Linked DNA regions of Mus musculus: regions 1, 2 and 3 are each linked to region 4. A link is a contact called in public Hi-C and promoter capture Hi-C data. All regions are on one chromosome and are shown on one strand. Each heading gives the region's core, a stretch centred on a gene start, on an enhancer-like site or on the middle of the called end of the contact. The rest is flanking DNA. Distances are from core to core; before and after follow the strand shown. Region 1 overlaps Kdm5b (lysine (K)-specific demethylase 5B). Region 2 holds the start of Adora1 (adenosine A1 receptor). Region 3 overlaps Kdm5b (lysine (K)-specific demethylase 5B). Region 4 holds the start of Klhl12 (kelch-like 12).

Region 1 (6,667 bases), core at 1,340-3,839, 170 kb after region 4:
TCTGGCATCCTAAAGAGCAAGTATGGTTTTACATGTGTGTACCATGAGCATTGTGGAGGCAGAGGCGGGATTTGGGCTACAAAGCAAGGAAGACATATTACTGTACATTTTCTAATGTTGATCATATTTGAAGATCTATAAACACAAAGGATACCTATTCTGATTTATTTTGACTACATTTAAGTTAGTCCTGTGCCATCTAGCACCAAGCACCGTGTATTCAGGGCAGATGCTAAGTCATGGACGACCTTGTTTGCGATTCTGGAGGATATTGAAAGTCATTCATATTTTAAATCTACCTCTTTCCATTCCCTTATGGGTGGCCTTAAATTTAATCTTTAGTCAAAATTATCTCTTTTTTAAACATTTGTTTTTTATTTTAATTTTGTGTGTATGGGTGTTTTGCCTACCTGTATGTCTGTACCATGTGTATGTGGTGTCTGTAGACTGTCAGATCTCCTGGGGGTGGAATTACAGACAGTTGTGAGCCACCATGTTAGTGCTATGAATTGAACCCAGGTCCTCTGGAAGAGCAGCCAGTGCTCTTTAATTTCTAAGCCATCTCTCCGGCCCTGGAAAATGATCTTAAAGTTCTGGTCCATGCTCCTGTTGCCAAGTGCTGAGATGACAGGTGTGAGCTATCACACCTGGCTTTTTCCTCTGTGTGCGTGCGTGTGTGCATGCGTGTGTGTGATGAGGTTAGCTAATGTTGGTCACAAACTCCTATGTAGCTGAACTCCTGATCCTCCTATTTCTAATTCTGAAGTGCTGGGATTATGAGTCTGTACCACCAATCATAATCCTCAATTCTTAGAATTTTGCCTAGTTTCAACTGGAATCTACATCCTCAGCCTTCTTACCTCAGGGTGTTCATGGTCAGTCTCATGGTCTGAGCTCCTTGCTGTCCTCCATGCTCTAGGAGATAGTGAAATGTGTCAGTTGTGATGGAGTGGGTGTTTCCCCTGTAACGCAGTAGGGAATCTGCGTTAGCCCTGCTCTGGTTTAGGGGCATTAAGACCTAACAAACCGACTGCAGTTAAAGGAGGAATGGTGGAAGGCGGAGTGGAGGTGGTTTTCTGTCCCTGACAGGCTTACCAGTGCTTGTATTAAATGTCTCCGTTCCTATTCTGATTGTCTGTGGTCGTTAACAGGTTTGAGTCCAGAAGTGAATGAATTGCTGATGGAAGCCCAGCTGCTCCAGGTATCCCTTCCTGAAATTCAGGAGCTTTATCAGACTCTACTTACTAAGCCAAGCTCTGTTCAGCAAGCTGACCGAAGTTCACCAGTTAGATCCAGCAGTGAGAAGGTGAGTGAGTCGAAGATGTATAGCTTGTGCTTGCCAGTGTCCTTCTCACTAATTATTTTGCAAAGGGGGTGGCTGTGTCTTTGAGCCACGAGAGCACACAAACTGTCTGCCTCACAGCTATGTTCTACAAAAGGACAGACACTGGCACCACTGGTAGCAATTTGGGTGTCACAGCTTAGATTTCAGTCATGGATTTTTACATCTACATTTTTCTTTTTTCTTTTTAAGGAACTCTTCTTATTGCTCCCAAATGGTAATATTGAGAAGTAGACCTATTTTCCTCTATAGAAGCATTGCTATAAAGATGAAAATACAATTATAGCTGAAAGGGCTTTTTGTTAATAAATGTTTTAAGAATGCTAGCGAGCAGACGCTTCTCATCTCTGTAGGTCAGAGATCAGTGTAGCCAGAGCTGCGGCTGTGGAGGCTGAGCTGCTTATCCTAGACCTGACAGACACTGGAATGTCTGCTGGGCCCCTTTCATTCATGTTGCAGGTTTTGTTTTTGTTTCAAGACAGGGTTTCTCTGTGTAGCCCTGGCTGTCCTGGAGCTCACTCTGTAGACCAGGCTCGCCTTGAACTCAGAAATCTGCCTGCCTTTGCCTCCCAAGTGCTGGGATTAAAGGCGTGCGCCACCACTGCTCGGCTCGTGTGTATTTTTGTGTGGTATGTTTATACTTTCACATGTGTATGTACAGGTGTGCGCGCACACACACACACATATGCTTGTGATGCAGTTCCTGGTGTTAATGTGTAGAATTGTGGATTGCTCTCCACCTGATTCATTGAGATTAGATCTCTGAATTGGACTCAGAGATAGCAGATGACTAACTTTTTTCAGGAATCCCTTATCTCTGCCTTGCAAGGCTGAAACCACAGACGAGCCACCACAGCCTCAGAGCATTGACATTGACATTTGGGGTCCTCTTGCTTTTATGGCAGAGGACACATTAACCGCTGAGTCACCTCCCCAGGCCCTGTAGCATCCCCTCTCTCAGCACTGTTAAGAAGCTTCTGCTCGTAGGGCGTGGTGGCGCACGCCTTTAATCCCAGCACTGAGGCAGAGGCAGGCGGATTTCTGAGTTCGAGGCCAGCCTGGTCTACAAAGTGAGTTCCAGGACAGCCAGGGCTATACAGAGAAACCCTGTCTTGAAAAACAAAAAAACAAAACAAAACAAAACAACCAAAGCAGCAGCAGCAGCAGCTTCTGCTCGGTTGTGCTCTGCGCAGAGCCGTCACCAGTGTCCCCAAGAGTGTAATCAGGATGAAACACACCAGGGAAGACTGAGTCACAGGGAACAAGATCTGGGTGAAAGGTACCCTAAAATTGACCACAGCCAACCTAGTCGTCACTCCTGTGAGGTTGCGATAGATAGCCTTCACAAATGCTTACTCACCTAAGGATTTGGTAAAATGGACGGTCTGTGTATGTCTTTTCTCTGCTGTTACTAGCAGGCCGCATTGAAGTTTGGTATCCCCAGCTCGCCAACAGTGCTGAGCGAAGGGAGTTAAGCTGGCTGTGGAGACTGAAGCTGTGGAGATGGTAGCAGCGGTTAGGATGCAGGGTTCTCATTTGCACGTTTTTCTTTAGTTCAGTTTTGGTAATGGGCAAATTTCTTTAGTTCAGTTTTGGTAACGGGCAAACTGAGAGCTAACACTGAATTTGCCATCTCCCACACAGAACGATTGCCTTCGAGGGAAACGAGATGCAATCAACAGTCCTGAGAGGAAACTGAAAAGGCGCCCAGAAAGAGAAGGCCTTCCTAGCGAGCGGTGGGATCGAGTTAAACACATGCGGACCCCCCAAAAGAAGAAAATCAAACTGAGTCACCCCAAGGACATGGACAGTTTCAAGTTAGAAAGAGAGCGTAGCTATGACTTAGTGCGTAATGCTGAAACTCATTCCCTGCCCTCAGACACATCCTACTCCGAACAGGAGGACTCTGAGGATGAAGATGCCATCTGTCCAGCTGTGAGCTGCCTGCAGCCAGAAGGAGATGAGGTCAGTGAGGTTTGGGCCATAGAGGACGCGCTTTCCCCTAACTCAGAAACCCTGTAAGCTAGACCTCGTCTCCTTGGGTCTTTCTCTTCTGCTTGTCTGCTTTGAGCTGATCTGAGTGGATTGCTCAGTTCTCCCCTCCTGATAATCTCTGCTTTTAACATCGTCCTGGGTCTCCTCCTTTTCTTGAAGAAACTCTCGTTCTTCCTTTTATCCTTCTCTCGCTCCTCCAGCTTTCACCGTCCCGGCGCTCAGAAGGTGGGAGGGATGCTGATGGAGTGAGTGCCCTTTTGCTTACTGTCACAGGGCAGCACTGTCTACCCCAAAGCAGGCACAACCTGAAGAGTGACTCTGCCTCCCAGCTACACTCCTGTGGTTAGCTGTTGTGCCAGAGGCCCCAGTGCGGGGACAGTGGCAAACGGCCTGCCCGATTTTGAATGGCATTGTTTCCTCTGAACCCCCCATCTCCCTGCTCTTTGTAACCAGGTGGACTGGGTCCAGTGTGATGGCAGCTGCAATCAGTGGTTTCACCAGGTCTGTGTTGGTGTCTCTCCAGAGATGGCAGAGAAGGAAGACTACATCTGTGTGCGCTGTACTGGGAAGGACGCACCAAGCCGAAAGTAAAAACAAAACACACACTCACTTCATGTAATTCAGGACTCCAATAAAGAAGATTTCCTCAATCTCAGCAAAGCTACAGGACTGGGGTCGAGCCAGCCTGTACACGGTGCTATTTCTATTCCTTATGGGATCATTTTTCCAGAACTCTTTGAAAAAAAGAAAAAACAACTAAAAAAATTTTGACACTTTTTTGTAATTTTTTTCCTTAAAAGCTGTTTGTGGTTGTTGAAGTTTAAAATGCTGACTGTTTTTTGCAGGGGTCTCTACTGATTACGAAGGTATTGGAGTTTGCACCTTTTTGTGTACAGCAAAACATTGTACTTCTGCCTGGGATATGCCGGCTTAAGAGTCCAACTCAGTTTCAGAGCCCAGCAGGGGCACCAGAATTCCAGTAACCCTCACAGAGCAGCCGCGCTCCTTTGTCTGTCACCACATTGGGGGGATTTTAAGTTTTTACTTTGGGGTTTTTGTTCCTTTCTTTCTCCCCTTTTCCTTTCTGGTAGGCTAGGTTTATTTATCTCAGCAATAACTTCTATGTTGGTTTCAGTGGCTGGAATTAAAACAAAACAAACTTCTAAACAGTGTGTTGGTGCTTTAGCATTTGGCTCATGTACAGAAAGCAAATGTCTAGTTTCTGGTGTCACTGCACTAGTGATTTAGGAAGAGACTGCGCTGTAAGTAATCGCCCGCCACGGCTGTATTTTGGCTTTCTCCCTACTCAGTCCCCCACCCCCACCCTTTTTTTTTTTTTTTTTTTTTGGTAGAATGTATCAAATGTTGCAGTTTATATTGTGGAATAATAAATCCTTGGTCCTATTCTAACACTAGACTACAGCTTCTTCTGCCCTTCCACCTCGTGGGCCTGCAGAACCAGAAGGGTTGCTTGCTTCTGCTTCTTCCCAGGCAGGCAGCCGCAGAAGTGTGTTTGCTCTAGGAGACTCTGTAGCCTTATTCTCTGGGTGGGCCTGTGCCTTCATGCCCCACTAATAAAGAATCCCTGTCTTTAAAGACCAGAGCCAGTCCTTTAAGCCATGTTCTTTTTCAGTAAGCCCTCAGAATATTGGAGTGGTCCCCAAATCACTCCAGACTGTAAGACAGCTCTCCTATGGAATGCTTTTATTGTCATTGAATTGACAGGGAAGTTTGGTTGAGATGTGGTCCATCATCTTAGAGGCTCAGATCTGTTGTATCAGTTGAGGGGGACCTTGGGCCTGCCTGGGATTTCTCTGCCATCTATGTAATTTCATCAGTCTCTCTGGTTGTGGACAGCCGATACCAGTTTCCCCTGATCTGCAGAGAGGAAGACTTCCAGTGAGCAGAACAGGCTCTTGCTCACTTTTCTCCTAAGTTGTTGCAAGCTCTTGTTTTCCTCACTGTCTGTAGCCATAAGCCTGATGGTGGGCAGAGTTAGCAGACCTTTAATAAAACATCAAAAAGCAGTTTGTGAAATAGCGAAAATTTAAATGTACTGTCCCCTATGCAATCCAGGTAATTAAATCTGTTTAAGAATAACCCAGTGGTCTGCAGTGTCCTGCAGTGCTGTGATGTCTCTTCTTGTCTGGGGATGAAAGTAAGCTTTGAAGAGGGCATTACTGAGCCTGGGGTGCACCTTAGTGGGAGAGCACAAGCAAGACTCTGCTTCCTATGCGTGGCACTGTCCAAGGAAGTAAATATGTGTCAAAGAAGATGGGATGCTGCTGAAACCCAGTCTGATGGCTGAGAACTTTCACCCATTGAGATGAGCCCTCTGTGTAGGCCTGGCTGTCCTGGAACTCACTCTGCAGACCAGGCTGGCCTCTCACTTAGAGATCCACCTGCCTCTGCCTCCTGAGTGCTGAGATTAAAGCCATGTTCCACCACCACCACCGAGTTCCCTCTGGGTCTTAATGGTTGTTTTGCTTATTCATTTGAATTTTAATGGGGTCCAATCTAGCTCTGTAGCCAAGAGTGACCTTGAACTTCTGAATTCGTTCTGAATTCTTCTGACGATGTTTTTAATTCTGTAGCTAAAACGTGTGCATCACTGTGCCCAATTTCTGTGGTGTCAGGGATCAAATGTGAGGGCCTTGTGCATGCCAGGCAAGCACTCTGCCAAGTGGACTATATATGCGCCCTCACCAGCTTTTCTTTGTGTAAGCCTTGTGTATCATGTGTATCTGATATTAGCAGATTTGCTGATATGATAGGAGATAGAACCATCCCCTTCCCAAGTGGGAATCATGGTTTGTTTGTATGTGTTGATACCAAGTCTGAAATGTCAGCTGTGTAAAATGAAATGAACCCTGGGATTGCTTCAGCTTTGCCAGTGCATCCTACCCTGTGCAGTACCAACACTGCACACACTGAAGACATCCAGTTTCAACTCAGGCCACCCGTGTGCCTGACAGAAGCTAAGGTTTTATAAAAAGAACACATTTTACTATGTTAGCTTTGAAGCTTGCTGATACCTTAGAGTAGTGGTTCTTAATGAGTTGGTCACAACCCCTTTGGCAAACCAGTCTCCAAAAATACAATACAAAAATACAAACAGAAGCAAGGTTACAGTTATGAAGTAGCAGTGGAATAAATAACTTTATGGTCAGGAATCACCGCAACCTGAGGAACTGTGTTAAAGAGTCACAGCGTTAGGAAGGCTGAGAACCACTGCCATGGAGGAATGCTGGATAAATGGAGAAAGAAGGTAAAGTAAAATAGCCACTGAGTTTCTACCTTAAGAGGCCCTGCAGGAGAGAGGACTGGAGT
Region 2 (7,134 bases), core at 2,533-5,032, 220 kb before region 4:
TGAACAAGGGGGGACAGTTATGGGCAGAGTCCTGAAGTTGAATGGAGGACAGATCTAGGCTGCAACAAGAAGACAGAGACACTCCCCAAAAAGCCTGCTTGAGACTCACCCATGTGACCTGGAAACCCAGAGTACCAAAGACTATATGTTTGTTGCTGCTGCAGGGCATTATGGGTAATTCACAGAGACAGACAAGATGTTGTTGCTGTCCCGGTTACTGCCTTTGAGGAACTGGCAGTCCATGGAGAGAGGGAAATCCTGTACGTATACAACTTATCAGTTCTTTACACCTTTTTGGGCGGGGTTGTGTGTGTGTCCATTTAAGAGCACATGTGTTTGGGTTGGGGGAAACATTGTACCTTTCCAGTCTCAATTCAAGGCATTTATTAATAATGAAGCTAAACTTCTCAGTTACAGTCTGCATACAATAAATGTCAGAAATAATAGTCACTGCTATATATTTTTCCAGGAACTCCAAGCAGCCATATTACTATGTCTGTCCCCTTTTATAGATGAAGAAATTAAAGTTTCAAGAGGTTAAGTTAGGTGACTCTCCCAAGGTGACACAGCTAGGCATTCATAAAAGCACTCACGCCCAGGCCTGCACTAAATTCAACTTGTGTTTCACCCTCAACTCTTAGAGCCTTGACCCCACCACCACTTGCTTCAAAGTAGCCTCAGCTGTCTCTGGGACGAATGAGCCTGCAATTCCCACCAGCTCGGTCACTTCAATGTCCCAGGCCCACCGGGTAGGAAGGACAGGGCCTGTAACTTGCCTTGGCACCCACCCAGCAGGAAGACTTTCTTGAGCAGCCTTCCTCTGTCTGCCCATCTGCGTGCGTTTCTAATGTGGCCACACTGTTGTAATGGTCGAACACTGAGGCCCAGCCCATCTAATGGACTGAGACTAGCTTGACTGGTACAGGCCAGCAGCCCGGGGCTAATGGCAGCGTGAAAGGCCCTGGGAACAGAGCTTGCCAGGCTTCTGGGCTGTTTCCTTTCCCCTGGAACAGCAGCAGCCTGTGCCCCCACCTTCCTTGGGAAACCTTGGGGCCGTGAGGGAGGTAGGCTGGGAGTGATAGGGAGAGGCTGACATGGGGGGGGGGGGGGAGTTCCAGGCTCAGGAATCAGAGGGAGGACATGGTTGGATAACGCTCTCCACACCTGACTCCAGGGAGATCCCTTGAGCCTGCTTCCTCTCTTCCAGTTCCTGCCCCGCCTCCCACACTGGACACAGGGAGCGAGGGAGCGTGTGACACGAAAAGAGGCTGGGAAAAGTGAAACGTGCTTAAACGTGACCAAAGGGAGGACTACCGGTGCCCAGGCCTGCCCAGGCACACTGCCAAGGGAGGCCAGAGGCCCCAGGTTCCAGATAGGGGAAGGAGGAAGCTGCATAAAACAGCAGGTGCTGAAGATGGCTAAAGCTCACCCTTAGAGAACCTACTGGTGACAAGAATTCAAAGAAGGGGGAAACACACTCAAAAGAGTGTCCCAGCAGAGCCAGTTCCTGGCAGGGTGCCCAGGCACTTGCTGGCATTTGGTGACCCAGGCAGTGCCTGGTGCCAAGATTATGGCTTGGTAGGCCTGGGCAGGGATCCTCAAGGGAGATGGACCCCCCACTATGAGGGGTGTCACCATTAGGCTTCCCACCCTGAGCTGCCTAGAAACAGCAAAAGCATCTCCGCAGGCAACAGCCAGAACAGGAAGGGCAACACCAGCCTGCTCCCTGCCTCAGGGGAGGCTGGGCAGAGGCAACTAGCCCTCTGGGCTCAGCAGGACAGCGCGGAGGGTGGAGTTGGCTGGTACAGAAACATTTGCCGAACAAGTGAGCTAAACAGTGCCTTCTGGAAGCCAGCTTGGTCTGGTCCGAGAAGCAGCAGCACCCTGGGTCCTGGTGTGCCACCCTCTGCATGTCCTCATCTCTCTCCTGAAGCTTTTCTCTCCTCCTTTCCCAGTCCGGTGGAACCCAGATCATTCACAAGCCTATACTGGCTGTCCCTTGTCTTGCCAGCCCTTCCAAATGTTCCAGTCCCACTCCAGGCCCGACCTCACCTGCTCCCTCAGACTCTCTGGTTGCAGAGGCTCCAGGTCCCTGCACTGAGGTCATGGGCACTGTCAGGATGGTAATTCTCTGACACCCAGCCCCTCCTGTTTCTCTCACTGCAGCTCTGCTGAACATCCCCATACAGAGCCCAGGAAGGCACTTTGGGCTGGGATCCAAATGCCCGGAGAATACCTGGCTGACTAGGAGGCTTATGTGTGCTGACTTTCATCTTCTCTTGCTCATCCCCAAGCCCCACACAGGGTTGCACAGAGTACCTTGGGCTGCTATGAACTCACCGGAGAGGGATCTTGACTCGGAGGTACCGATCCACAGCAATAGCAAGCAGAGCCAGGATGGAGCTCTGGGTGAGGATGAGGACAGGACAGGCCACCATGAGGCAGGTGTGGAAGTAGGTCTGTGGCCCAATGTTGATAAGGATGGCCAGTGGGATGACCAGGGCGCCAACAGCCACATCAGCTACCGCCAGGGATACGATGAAGCAGAAGGTAGCATCGCGAAGTGCCTGGTTCACCTTCACAGCCCAAATCACCAGTACATTTCCGGGCACAGAGACCAAGGCAATGAGCACCTCGATGCCAATGTAGGCAGCCTGGAAGGCCGAGATGTACGGCGGCATGGTGGGCAGGAGCTGGGCACATCAGCAGACAGGCGCCCTGGGGCGCGAGGCCAGCACCTGTGGTCAGGAAGCCTGCGGTGGGGATGCCAGCCTGGGAAGGAGGGGGACATAGGCAGCCCTGCGAAGATGTGCCCCAGTAAAGTGATGCAGTGCCTGCCCAAGCTGGCCAGACACTCAGGCTCACTATCTGCTTAACCTCTGTCCCCTCCCCTTGTCCTTAGAGGTTCCATTCAGCAACTTAAAATAGCAGCACTCACTCCACCACTGGTTTTTGTATCAGGTGTGAGGTGGCTCCCTGTACACTTACTCCACAAGGATCCCCTGTGAATCCACAGTGCCCACAGGTGTCCGCCGACCCGGAGGCAAGGAGCTCACCATCCTGCCTGCCAACCGGTAGGGGGTCCCAAAGGCGTTGCCCTAAGTTCCCCGGGCGGCTTTCCGGAGCCGCGCCGGGCAGGGTTGGGTTCTGGGCACCGCGCGCGCATCGGCTCATCGTTCTCCAGGCTCCCGCCGCTGCGCTCCCAGCCCGGCCTTTCAAGCAATCACATGGTGTGGCAGAGGCTCAGCCCCGGACGCCTTTAAAGAGGTAGTGCCCCTGTTTCGTACCTGGGACTGGATGGCAGGCGTGATTCTGAGGGACTAAGCCCAGGACCTGGCGGGTCCACCGGCTCCCATTCCCCGCGTGCGCGCACGCCTACCCTGTGCCCACCCACCTGGGACGCCGCTGGTGCCCGATTCTTAACAGAAGCCTGGTCCAGCTCCAGCTCTGCCCAGAATCCTTACCCATCGACTGCCCCAAGGGGGACACCCCAGTCATTTCATCCACCCCTTTCCTGCACACTCATGATGCACGAACTGAGCCACAGACTTACCCAAGGTCACACCAAAGCTGGCAGAGCGCCTGGCCACCTGAACTGTCTAGCCAAGTATCCCCAGACCTCAAAACCTTGGGCAGTCGCTCCCTCAGAGGATGCCAGGGGAACCCAGGGCTAGCCAGTTATGTCCAAGGGGTGGTAGCCAGCCGAGACTCCACTCTGGCGCCGGCGCCTTCGTCGCCCCCGGCGCGGGAGCTGAGTGACAATCGGGCTCCGCACACCGGGAGGGGGAGGGGGCGGGGGCGGGGGCGGCGGCGGCACCCGCGGGCCCCTCCCTCGTCGCCCTCCGTCTCCTCCCCTACCCCCTCCTCTAAACAAAGGAAGTGATTCAGTGTGAGAAAAGCTGGGAAAACGTGAGCGTCTCGAATGGTGTGATGTATGGATCCGGCCTCGGGACAGGGACAGTACCGAGGTGCCGATTCCCGTGTTCCCTCTTTCCCTTACTCCCTCCCTCCCTTCTCAATGCAGCAGGCGGACAGCCCAAGCCCTAATCACCTGCGGGACTCAAGAGGGCCCCTCTCTGGTCTCCCACCGCCACCAACCATTGGCATCTGGGCGCCTCCCCTAATCTTAAAACCTACTCTCTTCAGGAAAGCAGTCCCAGCACTGTCAGGAGCGCACAGGCTTCCCGCACACACGTTACTTTGCAGGCAGTCTCCTGAGTCATAGCCCTTTCTCATCCATCGCTCAGAGTGCTTTTCAGGCTCTTCGTAATTTCCATTTTGCAGATGAGGATGCTGAGGCTCAGAGAAATGACCCCCACTGTCAGTGTTACACTACTATGCTCCTTCCCCTCCCCCTCCTCCTCCTTCTCCTTCTCCTTTCTGCCCCAGCACCTAAGACTACACAGTATCTAGTCCAATCCCTTGTGCTCCAGAAAAAGATTCAGGCTGGGAAATGAAAGGAACTTGCCAAAGACTAACACACTGAAGCACCAGCACAGTGCCCTTCCCACAGTGCCCTCCCCACCTCGCCCTCCCCCACAGTGTCCCTGGCCCTCACTTCATCACTGGCTCACGCACAGCCCCAAGCCTTCCCTCTCAGTGCCTTATAGAGAGATCCCACCCTGAGAAATCCTGTTTGTTGGTCAAGGGTCTGCACTGTACAGTAGCTGGGTGAGTCAGGCTAGGGGAAACCCTACAACCTGCTGCCCCCTTGCTGGATCCCAGCTGAGGAGAAGGGCTCTGCCCACAGGAGGGAGAGCAACTTCTGCTGGGGTGTGCTGCAGGAGCACAGGAAGGAGCAGTTTCCTCTGGAACCTGGGTGGCTGGGAGGAAGGGTGGGAGCTATTCGGTTTTCTCCAGAGAAAGAAGCCCAATGAGGGGAGGACACTTCCAGGAGACCCAGGGCTTCACTTCCACTTCCACCCTCAGACAACAGGGGACTGTGAGTTTGATGACAAAAGATCAGCTCATCCATGACAGGCATCCTTCCTGCCTACCTCCCATTCCTCCCTACTCCTAAGAGCAAGCTGCCATCCTGCCCCTGCCCATACCATGCGACATGAGGCTGAGATCTGCATGGCATCTGTGCCTCTTGGCTCTTTCTTTCCTTGACTCAGGGCCTTTAAGGCATAAAGCCTTTCACATAATTAATTTTAATTTTTTAAGACAAAGACTTGCTATGTAGCTCAGGTTGGCCTCGAACTCAGTCATTTTAGCTGTCTCATTCCAATACTGGAATGATAGACACAATCCAGCACGGTGTTAGGCAAAGTGAGTTTTTCGTTGGTTGGTTGGTTGGTTGGTTGGCTTGGTGCTGAGGAATGGAACTCAGGACTCTTGTGTGCTAGCCTTGCATTCTGCAGCTGAATTATATCTGTGATCCTCTTTTAAGTCTTGATTTGCTTCTTGTCAGCCCTATGGCAAGTTCACCATGGGGCCAGCCAGTGGCCTCAGGGAGAGGAGGACACTGTGGGAGGACCAAGGCTGAGCAGGAAGACCCAAGGGACTGGATGGACCCTGTGCCAAACGTGATTGCTGTTTTTCACACATGCCCCGACCCCTGACTAGATGAACCTCCTACCATGGCCATTTGACTCCCTACACACAGCACACGCACACGAATTTCGCTGCCTCCAGCAGAGTCCTAGTCTGATGGCAGCTCCATCAGGAATGATACCTAGAAGGTATGGGATCCGCACAGGCTGGTTGAAGGAGAGTTTGATACAGAGTGCTTATAAAAGGACAAGCAAGAGGCCAACAAGGTAGAGGTTGGGTGAATGAGTTTATTGCTGAGCCGGACAACCTGAGATCAATCCTCAAGTTCCACAATATGGAAGAGGAGAACTGTCTGTCAAGGGCTGTCTGTCTCCTGACCTCCATATGTGCACTGTGGCACTCCCACACACATAGACACATGCACTAAATAAATAAAATGTAATAGACTTAAAAAAAAAAAAAAAAGCAGGCAGTGCCAGGCCAATGGGGAGAAGGGGAGGAAAGGAGAGTCCAAAGTTCAAAATGCTGAAATCTGCCCCGTGCTGATAGTGGAGCTATGTTGGGACCAAATCCCACAGGTACCAGGCTTGAGCGCTCTTAAAGGTACCCAAAAGAAAAGCTTTTTACTAAGCATGTGACTCTGAGGCAAAATGATGTCACAGGAAATGAAAAGACCCCAAGGCCTGCTCTCTGCACAATTTCCTCTCAGCCTTGTCTTTTGCCTTCCAAGACCCCTGTCTCTGATTTCTCTGCTGGTACCCTTAGTTCTCCACAGTGGGCCTGAGGAATGTGGAAGAGAGGACAGAGGTGGAAACACACTGGGGTAGCCCTGTTCAGCAGTCCTGAGCCTTCACCTTTCCAGAGGCCTCCACATTGTCCCCAAACTCCCCAGGAGCCTGCCCACCCCTTTGAGCCCCAATGAGGAGAGAATGGCTGGGTGTCAAGGTTTGGGTCCATTCCTAGAGAACAGAAGAGGTCTTAAGATTCTCCTCTGAAGCTAGGCATGACAGTACATGCCTGTTTTCTCAGCTCTAAGAAGGCATAGGCAGGAGGTTCAGGAGTTCAAGACCAGCCTGGGTTATACCTTGAGTTTCCGGCCAGCCTGAGCTACATAATGAGACCCTGCCTCAACCAAACTAAAAACCTCGTCTGAGCCTGGGGGTTTAGTCCAATAGATAGTAAAGTGCTGGCTTAGAATGCAGGCAGTCCTCCGTTCCATTCCTTGTGCCAGAAAGGAAGGGAGGGAGGGAGGGAGGGAGGGAGGGAGGGAGGGAGGGAGGGAGGGGGAGAGAGAGAGAGAGAGAGAGAGAGAGAGAGAGAGAGAGAGAGAGAGAAAGAGAGAAAGAGAGAAAGAAAGAAAGAAAGAAAGAAAGAAAGAAAGAAAGAAAGAAAGAAAGAAAGAAAGAAAGAAAGAAAGAAAGAAAGAAAACAAGCCCTTTTTCTTCCAGCAGGCAGTTTATTCTGGTTCCTATGTCATGGTTATTCTGGGCACTGCAAGCACAAGGAGACCTGAATAAGAACCGGAAGTCAGGACAGAAAGGCTGCAGGTTAGCAGGGGAATGTACCACCCCCTCCAGTTCTGTCCATCCCAGCGTGACTTCCTGGAAGCTCCGTTCTTTTCCTATCCCACACTGCTCT
Region 3 (7,305 bases), core at 3,460-5,959, 150 kb after region 4:
CAGGAGTCTTTAGCCTGCATATATGAATGTGCAACATGTGTGTGCTTGGTGCCCATAAAGGGTCAGAGGAGAGCAGTGGATCCCCTGGATCTGGATTACAGGCCCACGTGGGTCCTGGGAATCGAACCCAGGACCTCTGCAGGAGCAATCATTTAAAAACCCCCTCAAACTGTTATTTTACTTTCTTTGGCCTCTCTTTGTAATTGTGGCTAGGTTCATGATCAGTGAACATGAATTTTTAACTTTTTGCAAGACAGGGTTTCTCTGTGTAGTCTTGGTTGCTCTGGAACTCTCTCTGAAGACCAGGCTGGCTTTGAACTCAAAGATACCCCTGCCTCTGCCTCCCAAGTGCTAGGATCAAAGGCGAGCATCACCACTGCTCAGCTAATTACAGTTCTTAACTTTAAAATTTATTATAGAAAATGGAGTTGTTGCCTGGATAGAGTTATTCACCTGTGGGAAATTATGAACAGATTTTTTTGCTTAGAAGTTTATTCTGTGATTTCCATCTCTTAACTAGTTAAACAGTTTGTGAATGAAAAAATTCCTCTTTTAATTTCCTTGTACTTGCAGATGGTTCCCACAGAGCTGGTGGAGAAGGAGTTTTGGCGGCTCGTAAGCACTATTGAAGAAGACGTCACGGTGGAGTATGGAGCTGATATTGCTTCAAAAGAGTTTGGCAGTGGCTTTCCTGTTCGAGATGGGAAAATCAAGATTTCTCCTGAGGAAGAGGTAGGCTCCAGCTTTCAGGACTTGTGTGAGGTGGAGCTCTGTGTCGAAAGCACAGCCTTGGACTCGTGACATCCTCACTAAGAACAGCAGCCTTGAGGATTGTTAGTGAAATTCTGTTTGGCTAGCTTGAAGTTTGTTGTTGTTGTTGTTGTTGTTGTTTTTTTTTTAATTTTTGAGTACACGGTTGCTGTCTTCAAACACACTTGAGGGGGCATTGGACCCCATTACAGATGGCTGTGAACCACCATGCAGTTGCTGGGAATTGAACTCAGGACTTCTGGTAGAGCAGTCAGTGCTCTTGATTGCTGAGCCAGCTCCCCACCCCCTGAAGTATTTAATTAAAATTACTTTCAGCACAGCCTTAACTACTAAATTTATTTGTTTGTTTGTTTGTTTGTTTCAAGACAGGGTTTCTCTATGTAGCCCTGGCTGTCCTGGAACTCACTCTATAGACCAGGCTGGCCTCGAACCCAGAAATCCGCCTGCCTCTGGCTCCCGAGTGCTGGGATTAAAGGTGTGCGTCACCACCGCTTATTTATTTTTGATCATTATTATTTTTATTTTTTATTATTTATTTTATTTTTTATTTCAGGTTTGGGAGAATATTTGATTTGTTGAAAAATTTGCCTCAATGCCTATATATATGTATATATGTATTTCCCTTAGAAAATATATTGCATTTATATAAGTAGAACAACAATGGTTAAGTTTCTTCTAATTCATACCACTCATTCACCTAAAGTGGGGGGTATGTCAAAGATGGCTATTTATTTCATTTAATTTACAGGTGTGCGTTATTTTAAACAAATGACATCACTTGTGTTTACAAGTATAATCTGTATGTCTTCACTGGCATGGCTGATTCTGATGGATATTACTACTTTTATCTGACTAGGAGAGTAGAACATCTTTATTTTTCTTTTATTAGATATTCTTAATTGAATTTATTAACTTCAAGAAAAATTAAGTTCTCAAAAACCCTTAGTCCGGGCTGGTGAGATGGCTCAGCGGTTAAGAGCACCGACTGCTCTTCCGAAGTTCCTGAGTTCAAATCCCAGCAACCACATGGTGGCTCACAACCATCTGTAACAAGATCTGACGCCCTCTTCTGGTGTGTCTGAAGACAGCTACAGTGTACTTATATATAATAAAAATAAAATAGATAAATCATTAAAAAAAATAAAAACCCTTAGTCCTGGTCATGCTCTTTACTGAGGTGGTGAGGCAAAGCCACTGCTGCCCTTTCAGGTTTCAAGTTTGACCTCTTTTAAAAAAGATCAGTCAAGGCCTTATTTAATTTTCATAATTGTAAGTGTCCTGCTTTTCATGCAGCTGGCTTCCTGAACCCACACGATTCTGTCTGGTTTTGGACAGTCATATTTACTTTGTATATGTCTGTGGTGTTCATTTTAAGCCTTACATCCATATAGAGAAGTGTATACACGTGTGCAGCTTGATCAGTCCTCACACACGGAACAGCCACACGCTCGCTCATACCCAGCTCTAGAAGAGGAAGGCTAAGCCCTTCATTTTATTTTGAAGGAGTTCTGTAGACAACTTACATGGAATTCTAGGGCCTGGAGAAATGGCACAGCAGTTTTAAGAGCACTTGATTCTCTTCCTTAGGACCCCAGCTGTTTCCTAGACCAGACTGCTCACAGCTTCTGTCTCTAGTGCCCCCTTCTGACCTCCTTATACTTGTCCACATGAACCACCCCCAAGTAAATACAGTAAAAAAAAAAAGGTACAAAACCATGTTTCTGAACTGTTAGTATGATATAGCTAAAACTTTATCTTTTTTTTTTTTTTTTTTTTTTTTCTGACTCATTTTAGGAATACCTGGATAGTGGCTGGAATTTGAACAACATGCCAGTGATGGAGCAGTCTGTCCTTGCTCATATTACTGCTGATATATGTGGCATGAAACTCCCCTGGTTGTATGTGGGCATGTGCTTTTCTTCATTCTGTTGGCACATTGAAGACCACTGGAGCTATTCAATCAACTACCTACACTGGTGAGAATTCTTTATGGAGTCTGTGAGGACTATCTAAGCTGGGCAGGAAAGAAAACTTTTTCTTTCAGAAATGTGTTCATGACTGAGAATTTCAAGTTCCATTTGTTTTAGCTTCTGTTACCTTAGGTTTCCTATCTGATTAGGTCACTTGACTTCTACATAGTCCTCTGAAATCATACACTATTTTGCAAGTATAGGATGTTTCTAGGAATAGTATTTATGAACAAGTTACACACACACACACACACACACACACACACACACACACACACACACACACCGCTGTCTACCAGAATTCTCATTTGATGTCATGGTAACCTCTATATCCCTTTGGGGAGGAGCATGGACTTGGGACTATCAGTTTCCTTTTGTTGTGCTGATTTTTTGACATCATAACACTTAGAATACCTCTCAAATCTGTGCAGACATTTATTACTTTATTATCTAAACTTTTCACCTAAAGCCTTTTTTTCCCTACAGCTGTAATACCCTCACCTTATTTCTTCTACTTTCACATGCAAAAGTATTTTAAAATTCCTAACTCACTTGAATCCTACAGAAAATGTACCACAAGAACGAGAGCTGGCACTTGGATGGTCAACATGATTGTGCTTCCCCTGGCATTACCCAGCTGTAACAGGAAGATGATGTTTTATATACCTCACAGAGATGGCACTGATTAATTGGTTAACAATTTAAAGTGTTTTGAAGAATAAGGGTTGTTTAGAAATAATTGCCTTATTCGTATTTGATGTAAGCTTTTTTTTTCACCAGAATGGGCAAGGAAAAAGAAGATGGAAGTTGCAGGCCTTCTTGGTTGCTGTAGGGAGGGAGCTGTAGTAACTGTGCTGAGTCAAATGTGATTCCTTATCTTTTTAGAAACTCTAAATTCTCCCATGTTTGTAGAGTAGGATCTGGGAGGACCTCAATCCCATCTTCGCAGTGGTGGGAAATGCACTGAGTGTTCCACTCCTGCTTGTCCTGATACTTGTTTGATTTGAACGTTTGTTTGTAGGTCAGAAGAATATGATCTAGTTAACTGTTGCTGTGTGTTATGCTACAAATTAATGGATTCTGATCTTTTTCTAGGGGTGAGCCAAAAACCTGGTATGGAGTTCCAGGCTACGCTGCTGAGCAGCTAGAAAACGTGATGAAGAAGCTCGCTCCTGAGCTCTTTGTGTCCCAGCCGGACCTGCTCCACCAGCTGGTGACCATCATGAACCCCAACACTCTGATGACTCATGAAGTGCCTGTATGTCGTGCTGACCTTCTTGCCGCCCCACCCACCGTGCACAGCTTCCCTAGCACCCCTGCTTTTCTTCTTAAAGTTATTTGGTGTTTTCCCCCCCATAATATAACTTGATAACAGAAGCAGCTGCTGGGTGCTTTATAGCAGTCTCCCAGTGGGCCAGATGCGTAGAAACTCTAAACTCCTACATTACTAATGACTTGCTCGGCAGATGAGTAACACTCACTTTAGTCTACCGGTCAGTGAGTGGGAGACTGTATAGCCATGGCCACTAATGGTTTCTGTTCTGTAAGGGTTTTTTTTTTTTTTTTTTGGTTTAAGATTTATTTACTTGTTTTATGTAAGTACACTGTCACTGTCTTCATCTTCACACACCAGAACAGGGCATCAGATTTCATCAATGATGGTTCTCTCCAGCCCCTGTAAGTTTTGTTTATAAGTTTAGTAAACAAAAGATAAAAAGTGACCTGTCAAATGGAAATGAGAATTTACTATGAGAATGGCTAGCTAGTTACAGTTAGAGCTAAGCTCAGGTTTTAAAATCTTTAATATTACAAATTTATAAAGCTTATGAATATAAAAATATAAATTTATAAAGTGCTCTTGACTGAGCCATTTTTCCAGTTCTTGGTGTCAGTCTTCTATGCCTTTTTCCGCTCTAAAAGAGGAAGTTTAGTAGGGATGTTTGTGAGTGCTTATCTAATAAGAACAGGCCCTGGATTTCATTTCCAATACAGCATAAAGAAGTGACAGTGAGGGTTGGAGAGATGGCTCAGTGGTTAAGAGCGCTGACTGCTCTTCTGAAGGTCTTGAGTTCAAATTCCAGCAACCACATGATGGCTCACAAACATCCATAATGAGATCTGATGCCCTCTTCTGGGATGTCTGAAGACAGCTATAGTGTAATAATAAATCCATCAAAAAAAAAAAAGAAGTGACAGTGAATTGTGGGATCTCGTGATTAACCAAAATGGAATGCTCCCCATGACTCATTCTGACGGTGGTGCTGGGAATTGAACCGAGAGCCTTAGAATTGAGATACTAGGTTTACATTTTGTCCTGGTGCTGCTTCGTTGCCAGAGCTGTTTTACATTGCTTACTGAGTCCTCCACCCCCTCAACCCCCCTTCCTCACTCACCTACGGTGTTGTGTGTGTGTGTCTGCATTTGGCTGTTGTTCCTCGGGGATCATCCATCTTGATATTTCAGACAGAATCTCTGAGGACTTTATGGAGGGCCATTAAGAGTGTATTTGTGGACCATAAAGTAATGACAAAAGAACAAAACATTCACTATGTCTTCATTGTTAACATTTCTCTTTGATTTTTCAAGTTTGTCAATATTGGAATAAAATGTAGGGGCTAGATTTAGGGCTTTGGGAAATCAATGGATTGATTTTTCATTCCTGGTCTGGAACTTGCTATGAAGTCTAGATTGTCCTCCAACTCAAGAGATCCTCTTGTCTCTGCTTCACTTACGGCTGAACCTTGGGAGATTCCTGATTGTATCTGTAAAAAAAGATGTTTCTTGCCTCTTAGATGGTTTCTTATTTTTGTGGTAAGAGCACTGACTTCAGTTCAGAGGCTATTTAGTTCTGTTAGTGTGGTATACCACTCCATCTTGTGGCAGAAACCAGATGATTCTAACAGTAATTTTTTCCCCCTCAGTTTTGATATAAGGTGTGTGTGTGTGTGTGTGTGTGTGTGTGTGTGTAGTCCTGTCCTATTTGTCTAGAGAAATCATCTGATAGTTTATGTCTAAATTGCCTTTGAGAATGTTACTGTAAAACCTTAATTGCTCATTCCTGTCTCTGTAGGTTTATCGAACGAATCAGTGTGCTGGGGAGTTTGTAATTACGTTTCCAAGAGCCTACCACAGTGGCTTCAACCAAGGTTTTAATTTTGCCGAGGCTGTTAACTTCTGCACTGTTGATTGGGTATGTGTTATGTATTTGAGCTTTCTCAAATCTTACCATTTTTTTGTGGAAATAGCATAAAATGCTTTAAAAACTGTCACATATCCTTGCTACTCATCTGGATTCCATGCAAAATCTTTTCCATTTTACAGTGAGATAAGACACTGGATAACACAGTGTGTGACAACTCAGACATGCACTGTGTGCATGCCTATGTGCATGCACATGCCTTTGGCCAGAGAATTATAGATAGCTGTGAGTAGCCTGACATAGGTACTGAGAAGTATGCTTTGAATCTCTCTAAAAATCAGCACTTGCTCTTAAGTGCTGAGCCACCTCTCTCAAGATACTTCTTTTAAATTGTACAAATTGTTAATGAAATTTTAGGGGATAGAGCAGTGCTTTGCCTTTTTTTTTTTTTCCCCCAGTGTTGCCATGGCTAGTCCTGAGTTCTTTATTGTAAACCACCCTGCTTCAGCAGGTTTTGGGAAACCTAATTTGTAGCAAGAGTCTTCCTGAAGTGTCTTTTAAAATGGCTAAAGATTTTTTTAAAAAAATATTTATTTATTATATGTAAGTACTCTGTAGCTGTCTTCAGACACACCAGAAGAAGGTGTCAATCCCTTTACAGATTGGTTGCTGGGATTTGAACTCAGGACCTTCAGCAAAGAATAGTCAAGTGTCCTTAACCGTTAAGCCATCTTTCCAGCCCAAGGCTGAAGCTTATTAAAGCTTGCAAACTAGTAACAAATATTCCAGCCTTAAAACTTGGTAGGGTTTCAGGTTAGCACTGTTGTTTGAGGAATAGTACTAACATTACCAGTTAAACTCCACATTACTCGGTAACTCATTATCAATATATCTTTTTCCTAAACCAGTTTTCAAATAAGTTACCTAATGTGATAGACCTTTAGAGCACAACAATAGACCCAGGGCTCTGGGAATCTGAGTCTAATTTAGGGTTGATAAGTGATAGGTGTTTTGACCTATATTGTATTATTTGGTAATATGATATTGTAAGTCAGAAGTCTTTAGAAATTAAAAAAGACTATGTCATTTTCTTGTGCCCTGTGTACAGCTGCCATTGGGCCGCCAGTGTGTGGAGCATTATCGCTTGCTGCACCGTTATTGTGTCTTTTCCCACGATGAAATGATATGCAAAATGGCTTCTAAGGCTGATGTATTAGACGTTGTGGTAGCGTCAACTGTTCAGAAGGACATGGCCATCATGATCGAGGACGAGAAAGCTTTAAGGGAAACTGTTCGGAAATTGGTAAGATTTCTGGAAGTCCAATTCCATGTCATTAACTGTGATTTTCTAAGTCAAGTTGTGTTTTCTACTACTGTTTTAAGAAGCTTTTCCACGTTGTATTTAATGGCTACAGAGCTGCCGGG
Region 4 (6,833 bases), core at 1,489-3,988:
TGCATCTGAAGACAGCTACAGTGTACTTATTTATAATAATAAATAAATCTTTGGGCCAGAGAGAGCAGGGACTGAGGGAGTTGACTGGAGCGAGAGGGACCAATTTGAGCGAGCAGAGGTCCTAAAAAATTCATTTCCCAACAACCACATGAAGGCTCACAACCCTCTGTACAGCTACAGTGTACTCATATACATACATAAAATAAATAAAATCTTTTTTCCTCTGTATGTATTTTTTTTGAGACAAAGGTCTCTCCCACCCTAATCACCATGAGCATTCTCTTTCGCTACAACATTAGGATTTTTTTAAAAAACAAGAAACAAACAACCCCCCCCCAAAAAAAAACAAAAAACAAAACCAAAAACCAAGCTCTGTGTAGCTCTGGTGGCCCGAGCATTTTTCCCCAGCCTGCTTGTCAGTTTTCTTGGTAATTGTCATTCTATCTTGGATAAGCTACTGACAAAGGTCTTTCGAATGTACAGCCCAGTCACCTGGGAGGATCAAGTACCCTCAAATTCTTTCCTTTTTTCCTTCCCTTCCCTTCCCTTTTCCCCTTCCCTTCCCTTTTTCCCTTCCCTTCCCTTTTCCCCTTCCCTTCCCTTTTTCCCTTCCCTTCCCTTTTTCCCTTCCCTCCCCTTTTTCCCTTTCCTTTCCCTTTCCTTTCCCCTTCCTTTCCCCTCCTCCCCCTCTCTTTTGTTCTTTCTTCTTGTTTGAAGTAGGGTTTCTCTATGTAGCCCTGGCTATCCTGGAACTCACTCTGTAGACCAGGCTGGCCTCAAACTCAGCTATCTGCCTGTTTCTGCCTCTGGAATTAAAGGTATGCACCACCACTAACTGGTGAAAACCTTCCACCACACAACAACGAACTAATAGCTCCCCCCTCCCTTTTTTTTCCACAGTTAACACTGAGAAAAGAGCTTTTTACTGTTGACATTTTACAACTGGGTCTGGCTGGTCTGTTGCTCATTAAATAGGTCCAGGTTTGCCTCAAATCGCATCCTTCTGCTTCTTGAATGCTGGAAATACAAACCTTAGTTAGTATGCCTGGCCACAAAACTGTTTTTACATATTGTATCTTTCCACTTGGATCTGGTTGTTATCCAATACATCTATGTAGCAACTTTCTCCAAGTTTTCCTTGATACTTTTCTGTCTGCCTTCCTGTCTGTGCCTCCTCGCTGTCCTATTTTCTCCTTCCTTCCCTCATCTCACCCCTGGAATGCACACAACCTCCTCTTTAGGCCATTTTTCTCTCTTATGGCTCCAAGAATATCCATACGTGTGCAAGTACACTTTAACCTTTCTTGGTTTCAAACCACACTAATTCATATTTACTTGCTTAAAAGATGTACTCATATACATAAAATAAATAAAATCTTAAAAACAAAAACAAAGAAACTCTCAACCCTCTGACCTTCACCTGTCTTGGGCCTTTCACATGCCAGCCACATTTTCAGCTTTAGTTGTTATTGTTTTCTCCCCTTGAATTTGTTCTCTCCTGCTTTAGTCTCCCAAGTGTGGGTATGCACGTGTAATGTCTAGCTCTCACAGAAATTCTTAAAGAATTTGTGTGTTTTTCTGCTCATCAGGAAAGCATTTGCCTAGATGAAAGAAAAAGGGCAAAGATGTTACTAGGGGAAATGCATATATAAAAGCAGAAGTAGCCAGAGAAGACCAGGAGAACCAGTAGATATGTTTTGTAATTTTAAGATTTTATGTGCATAAATGGTTTGCCTACATGTATACATGAGCACCATGTATGTGCCTGGTGCCCAAGATCGTTAGCTTCTGTTCTAGCTACCTTAAGTTCATCTGCTGTAGTAGTTCTGGGTCCAGATTTGGTGGGGAAGCATTCCTGCCCTGAAGTCTGATGACTACACTACAAAACCTAGACAAAATAGATCTACATTGATCATTTTAACAACTATTTCCAGAGTGCCCTCAACATTTTCTATCAATTCTGCACTCTGTCCACCATATTTAAATGTCAGGAACAGTTTGGGATCAAGAAGCTATGACACGAAGAAAACACTATGTAAAACGAAGACGCTGCCCTCTTGACTACACTTTACTATCCCTAAGAACCAAACGCCGTGCAAAGGAAAACTGGATAATCCAATTAGTCATTCATCTATACTGGAACAAGAAACATCTTTCCCTTCTCAGCCAAAGGCAAAAAGTCAAAATCAACGAAAAGCAAACGTCCTAAGAACCGCAGCACTAATGAACGACCATGGTGAGTCAGAGGAGAGGAGATGGCTGTGGCGTCTTCTTTGAGAAGGGTCTTTGCAGTTTCCCCTACTGCGACCCATTTCTGGTGGCTCAGTCAATCCACAAGTTCCTTTTCCTTGGAGTGAAGGAAGCAATCGCCTCATGGTGACAGGCACATTTAGGACCCTGTGGTTATCCGGGATGGGAAAGTCCTCCCTATGGTGAAGCGGAGCCTGATTCTTCAGAAACCGACCTAGAGAACTCTGAAACCCCGTGGGTCTCCCGAGTGTGGCAGGAACGCAGCCTAGCGCCTGCCATACCGCGTGGGGACCGCCAGTCTTGGGTCCTTCTGGCCTCCAGCGCACTGTCACACGCGGCACTCCCCACCCACCCGTCTACCCACTCTCAGGTCTCTTTTTCTGAGCTCTCAGGTAAGCAGGACTTCTTGGCTCGGCCTCCTAAGGTGACGTAACCCAGGAGAGGCCCGCCCCTCCCGTGGCGTGACGTCATCATGCCGCGCGGTCGCCGTACTCCGAGACTGGAGTTTACCACGGAGACTGCTCCGCAGCGGCTGGTCCGGGCGGCAGCGGCGGCGCTCCGGCTGCTCAGCCGCCTGGGAGCCCGGCGCCTAGCACCTCGGCTCGGACGGCCCAGGAGCCCTGGTGAGTGAGCGCGGCCCTGACACACGGCCTTTCCCTCTGCCCTCAGCCGGGGGCGCGGCCTTCCCCCAACCCGGGTACCCCCCCCAGCCCGGGTCGGTAGGAGATGAGCTGGGGCGCTGCAGGCATAGCGCTGCCTTCTCGGCTTCTCCGGAGCAGCTGCCGCCTGCCCCGGGAGAAGGTTTAACCTGGGAGGAAAGAATTCAGCTGAGAAACAGTAAGGGGACGTTTATTTAGTAAAGCTACACACTCCAAAGATTGGAGTGGGCTTCCTCCGAAGGTAGGCAGTAGCGCATTGGGGTTTTAAAGAAGTTTCTTAAGAATATTAGTGAGGTGTAAGGTATATTCATGCATGAAGGTAAGATAATTCCCTTTCCCTCCCAAATTATAGTGGTCTTCACCTCCTCTTGTAAGGCATTTATCCCCAGCAATCTTGAAAAAAAAAAAAAAAAGCAAGGTATGGGGTGGGAGATTTGGAAACTCCAACACATTGTAATGAAGCCAGTGCCTTTTGAGAATGCAGACCCTTTAACGCGGTTTTGGCAATTTGTTAAGTATCGTTTGCCTTGGTGGAACATCCCAAATACAGTTTTACAGATTTTGACCATGGGAACCTTAGTGTAGTCCCTGCTTAACCGGGAGACACAGCTACCAAGATACTGTTGCAGCTTCCATGATTACCGCATATCTAACTCCTTGCCTACCTAGGTCTCCCTAATACTTGATGGTAAGCTTGGTGTTCTTAGGGGAGAACTCCTTTCTCTCTCTCTCTCTCTCTCTCTCTCTCTCTCTCTCTCTCTCTCTCTCTCTCTCTCTCTCATTGCCTTTTTTCTTCCTTCTAGAATGATTTAGAATGGAACCCCTCTATTTACATATTAGCTGTTCTAGAATGTGTAGTTTTTGAATGGTGAATATATGGTCAGGCTTTGTGCTAGGAGGAAAGTTGCAGCCCTGAGGTTACTGTCATTTATGAAACAAATCTTAAAGTTTAATCACAGGCTGGGCCTTGTGCTAGAACACTAGGAAATCTTCATAATCTTCAGCTCCTGAGAATTCAGCAAATCCCCAGTTTCTTGCATCTCATAGTTTGAAACTATGTTAGCTTAAGCAAACCTTTTAAAAACAAAAAGCATTTACTTTAGCAAGTTGTCTCAGTTTTTGGTTAAATACATGTTGCAGAGTTTGGGGGGGGGGGGGAGTGTCCAGAGTCCTTTTGAAGGAGCTACTGAACAAAAGATGACAATGTAGAATCTCAGTTTTAATCTTAGGAAATTAGGATTGTAGACTTTAGATGAATAGTTTCTTTTTTCTTTGGTTCATTTTAGAAAGTTTTGCATCCTCAAAGGACAGTTTTCATAAGCACCTTCATTGCATCCCCTAGAAAGTGTTCTGAGGAGGAAAATCCCAGGGAGAATCTGAGGCAGGTGGATCTCTGTGAGTTCAAGGCCAGCCCAGTCTACAGAGTAAGATTCAGGATAGCTGGGGCTACCCAGAGAAACCTTGTCTCAAAAAAAAAAAACAAAAACAAAAACAAAACAAAACATAGATACCAAAATCTGAGTGTGCTGGTCTTCTTTGTTTACTTTGTTTCTTTGAAACAAAAGTCTCTTTATGGAGCCCTGGCTGGCCTGGAGCTCATTATGTAGACCAGGGTGAGCTCCAACTTGCAGAAATCTACCTTTGTCTCCTGAATGCTTGGCTTGCATATACCACCACACCTGGCTCTGAAGTCATGTAGAGTTAAATGCATAGTATTTGCATATACCACTTACATACCCTATCAAGACAAGTTCTGGATTACTTATCACATCTAAAACAGTACAGTTATTTACTGTATTTGTGTTGGCTAGTTTTATATCTGTGACAAAAGCTATGGTCATCTGAGAGGAGAGAGCCTTGATTAAGATAATGCCTGCAGAAGATTGGGCTGCAAGCAGTTAAGCTGGTAGGGCATTTTTTAAATTAGTGATTGGTCGGGAGGGGCTTCTCTCACTGTGCCATTCATGGACTGCAGGCCTCTGTAAGAAAGTAGACTGAGCTAGCTGATTGGTGGTGATGCACACCTTTAGCCCCAGCTCTTGGAAGGCAAAGGGAATCAGATCTCTGTTCCAAGCCAGCCTGGTCTACAGAGTAAGTTCCAGGACAGCCAGGACTACACAGAGAAACCCTGTCTCAAAAAGAAAAAAACCAAAATCAAAACAAAGAAAAGAAAGTAGAAAGGAAGGAAGGAAGAAAAGAAAGAAAAGGAAATTGAGCAAGAGAGAGAGAGAAGGAAATTGAGCAAGCCATGAGGAGCAAGTCAGTAAGCTACCCTGACCCTGTAGCATCATCCCTACCTTATCTCCTGGAATATTAGTTCCCATCTCTGTTCCAGTCACTAGACTGTGACTCAGGATATGTAAGACAAATAACCCTTTCCTCCCAGGTTGCTTTTTGGTCACGATGTTTTATCACAGCGTAATAACGCTAAGATAGTATTCACTAGGAAAAATGATAAAAATCTGCACATGTTCAAAATCAGTTCTTTAGTTTTTAATATTTTGCTCTTTACTGGGTTGAATCCAAAGATATAGAATGTTAAGTTTGGAGAAAGAAGAGGTAACCTTTACTGGGGTCGGTGTTGGCCAGATTGTGGTGGTGCCAGGGTCAAAAGTGCTCTGTATTTGTGGAAGTTGTGGTTAAGGAACCCTTTTAGTTCCTGAATTTGTAGAACTAATTGTGTGTTTGGTTTCCCACTTCTTCATTATGATCTTTTTCCCTTGTAGCCACATTGTCCAAGGACTCCTTTGTTCTTTCTCCTTAGTGCTTGATGGGCGGCATTATGGCCCCTAAAGACATAATGACAAACACTCACGCTAAGTCCATCCTCAACTCCATGAACTCCCTCAGGAAGAGCAACACCCTCTGTGATGTGACCTTGAGAGTGGAGCAGAAAGACTTCCCTGCGCATCGGATTGTGCTGGCCGCCTGCAGTGATTATTTCTGTGCCATGTTCACTAGTGAGGTAAATGCAAGTCACTGCTACCTAAGTGAAATTCGCATTGTAACCTTGCAGTCCTCTTATTTCAAGGGACAAAATAGCATGTGTTGGTGATTCAGCTATGGCATTTGTCAGCCAATTGGTCACCATGGTTAATCTTGCTGTCACTGTCACGTGTGTCTTCTGAAGGGGCTGCTCAATCAATGGGGATTTTTTTCCAACACACAGTCAAAAGTCAAAAGTATTGGGGGGGGGCGTGTCTTCCCTGTTAGAACTTCCAAACAAATGCTTAGTAAATAAAATAGAAATTTGAAACCAGATATAGTTGCTCACATTTAACAGTCCTGACAGTGGGAAGATCACCATAAATTTGAGGCCAGTCTGGGCTACAGAATAACACCCACCTGAAACCACTCAACAAGGAAGGAAAAAAAAAAAAAGTCTGGTAAACCAGTGAATCTGTATAATGTGGTAGTCAAATAGGTAAGCTCTGAATAAGACATGTGATGGCTTTCTCCTTCAGATCATCAATAATTGCTGGGCGGTGGTGGCGCACGCCTTTAATCCCAGCACTTGGGAGGCAGAGGCAGTCGGATTTCTGAGTTCGAGGCCAGCCTCGTCTACAAAGTGAGTTCCAGGACAGCCAGGGCTACACAGAGAAACCCTGTCTCGAAAACAGAAACAAAAACAAAAAAGAATTTTGGGGACTGGAGAAATGGCTCAGAGGTTAAGAGCACTGACTGCTCTTTCAAAGGTCCTGAGTTCAATTCCCAGCAACCACATGATGGCTCACAACCATCTGTAATGGGATCTGATGCCCTCTTCTGGTGTGTCTGAAGCAACAGGGTACTTATATACATAAAATAAATAAATATATCTTTAAAAAAATCATCAATAATTATAGAAAATGAGTATGCTACTGATACAGATTTCAGGGTGACTTCCAATGAGGGGAGAGGGGATTTAATGAATGGCTGTGTGGT

The links. Promoter capture Hi-C pulls out the DNA fragments that hold promoters and counts their contacts. Hi-C and Micro-C count contacts between places; a contact is called where the count stands out from the background.
Region 1: a Hi-C map of the G1E-ER4 cell line shows a contact between it and region 4, with 1.9 times the contacts expected there. The contact joins the enhancer-like site here to the promoter of Klhl12 in region 4. A contact is called at or near these places in 10 of 39 promoter capture datasets (the 3T3-L1 cell line, HPC-7-derived erythroid cells, embryonic stem cells and 5 more), 3 of 484 Hi-C or Micro-C datasets (the G1E-ER4 cell line and embryonic stem cells), 1 of 115 datasets of contacts at active chromatin or transcription factors (embryonic stem cells) and 4 of 9 other capture datasets (adipose tissue, embryonic stem cells, liver and 1 more).
Region 2: a contact with region 4 is called in a promoter capture Hi-C map of embryonic stem cells. The contact joins the promoter of Adora1 here to the promoter of Klhl12 in region 4. A contact is called at or near these places in 2 of 39 promoter capture datasets (the C10 cell line and embryonic stem cells).
Region 3: a promoter capture Hi-C map of the HPC-7 cell line shows a contact between it and region 4, with 5 times the contacts expected there. The contact joins the enhancer-like site here to the promoter of Klhl12 in region 4. A contact is called at or near these places in 17 of 39 promoter capture datasets (the 3T3-L1 cell line, 3T3-L1-derived adipocytes, the C10 cell line and 13 more), 1 of 15 datasets of contacts at CTCF or cohesin (pro-B cells), 34 of 484 Hi-C or Micro-C datasets (B cells, CD4 T cells, the G1E-ER4 cell line and 27 more), 8 of 115 datasets of contacts at active chromatin or transcription factors (bone marrow-derived dendritic cells, bone marrow-derived macrophages, cardiomyocytes and 4 more) and 5 of 9 other capture datasets (adipose tissue, embryonic stem cells, liver and 2 more).

The regions. Positions count from the first base shown.
Region 1 is chr1:134,627,447-134,634,113 of GRCm38.p6, forward strand. It overlaps Kdm5b (lysine (K)-specific demethylase 5B), which reads left to right. Exons shown (of 27, transcript NM_152895.2): 25 at 1,152-1,306; 26 at 2,987-3,307; 27 at 3,791-5,432. The coding sequence ends at 3,928. Among named protein-coding and RNA genes, the nearest start is that of Kdm5b, 71 kb to the left of the region's middle. Within about 2 kb of position 2,590, at least 6 of the 459 cell types and tissues checked have an H3K27ac peak or open chromatin away from gene starts, as enhancers often do. A contact at or near this core is called in the G1E-ER4 cell line, where this site is marked.
Region 2 is chr1:134,231,675-134,238,808 of GRCm38.p6, forward strand. Adora1 (adenosine A1 receptor) reads right to left here and starts at 3,783. Exons shown (of 2, transcript NM_001008533.3): 1 at 2,341-3,783. The coding sequence starts at 2,681.
Region 3 is chr1:134,601,877-134,609,181 of GRCm38.p6, forward strand. It overlaps Kdm5b (lysine (K)-specific demethylase 5B), which reads left to right. Exons shown (of 27, transcript NM_152895.2): 10 at 574-732; 11 at 2,566-2,747; 12 at 3,837-3,999; 13 at 5,812-5,931; 14 at 6,989-7,183. Among named protein-coding and RNA genes, the nearest start is that of Kdm5b, 45 kb to the left of the region's middle. Within about 2 kb of position 4,710, at least 5 of the 459 cell types and tissues checked have an H3K27ac peak or open chromatin away from gene starts, as enhancers often do. A contact at or near this core is called in the G1E-ER4 cell line, the HPC-7 cell line and pre-megakaryocyte-erythroid progenitors, where this site is marked.
Region 4 is chr1:134,452,793-134,459,625 of GRCm38.p6, forward strand. It overlaps Klhl12 (kelch-like 12), which reads left to right and starts at 2,739. Exons shown (of 12, transcript NM_001311136.1): 1 at 2,739-2,873; 2 at 5,674-5,874. The coding sequence starts at 5,680.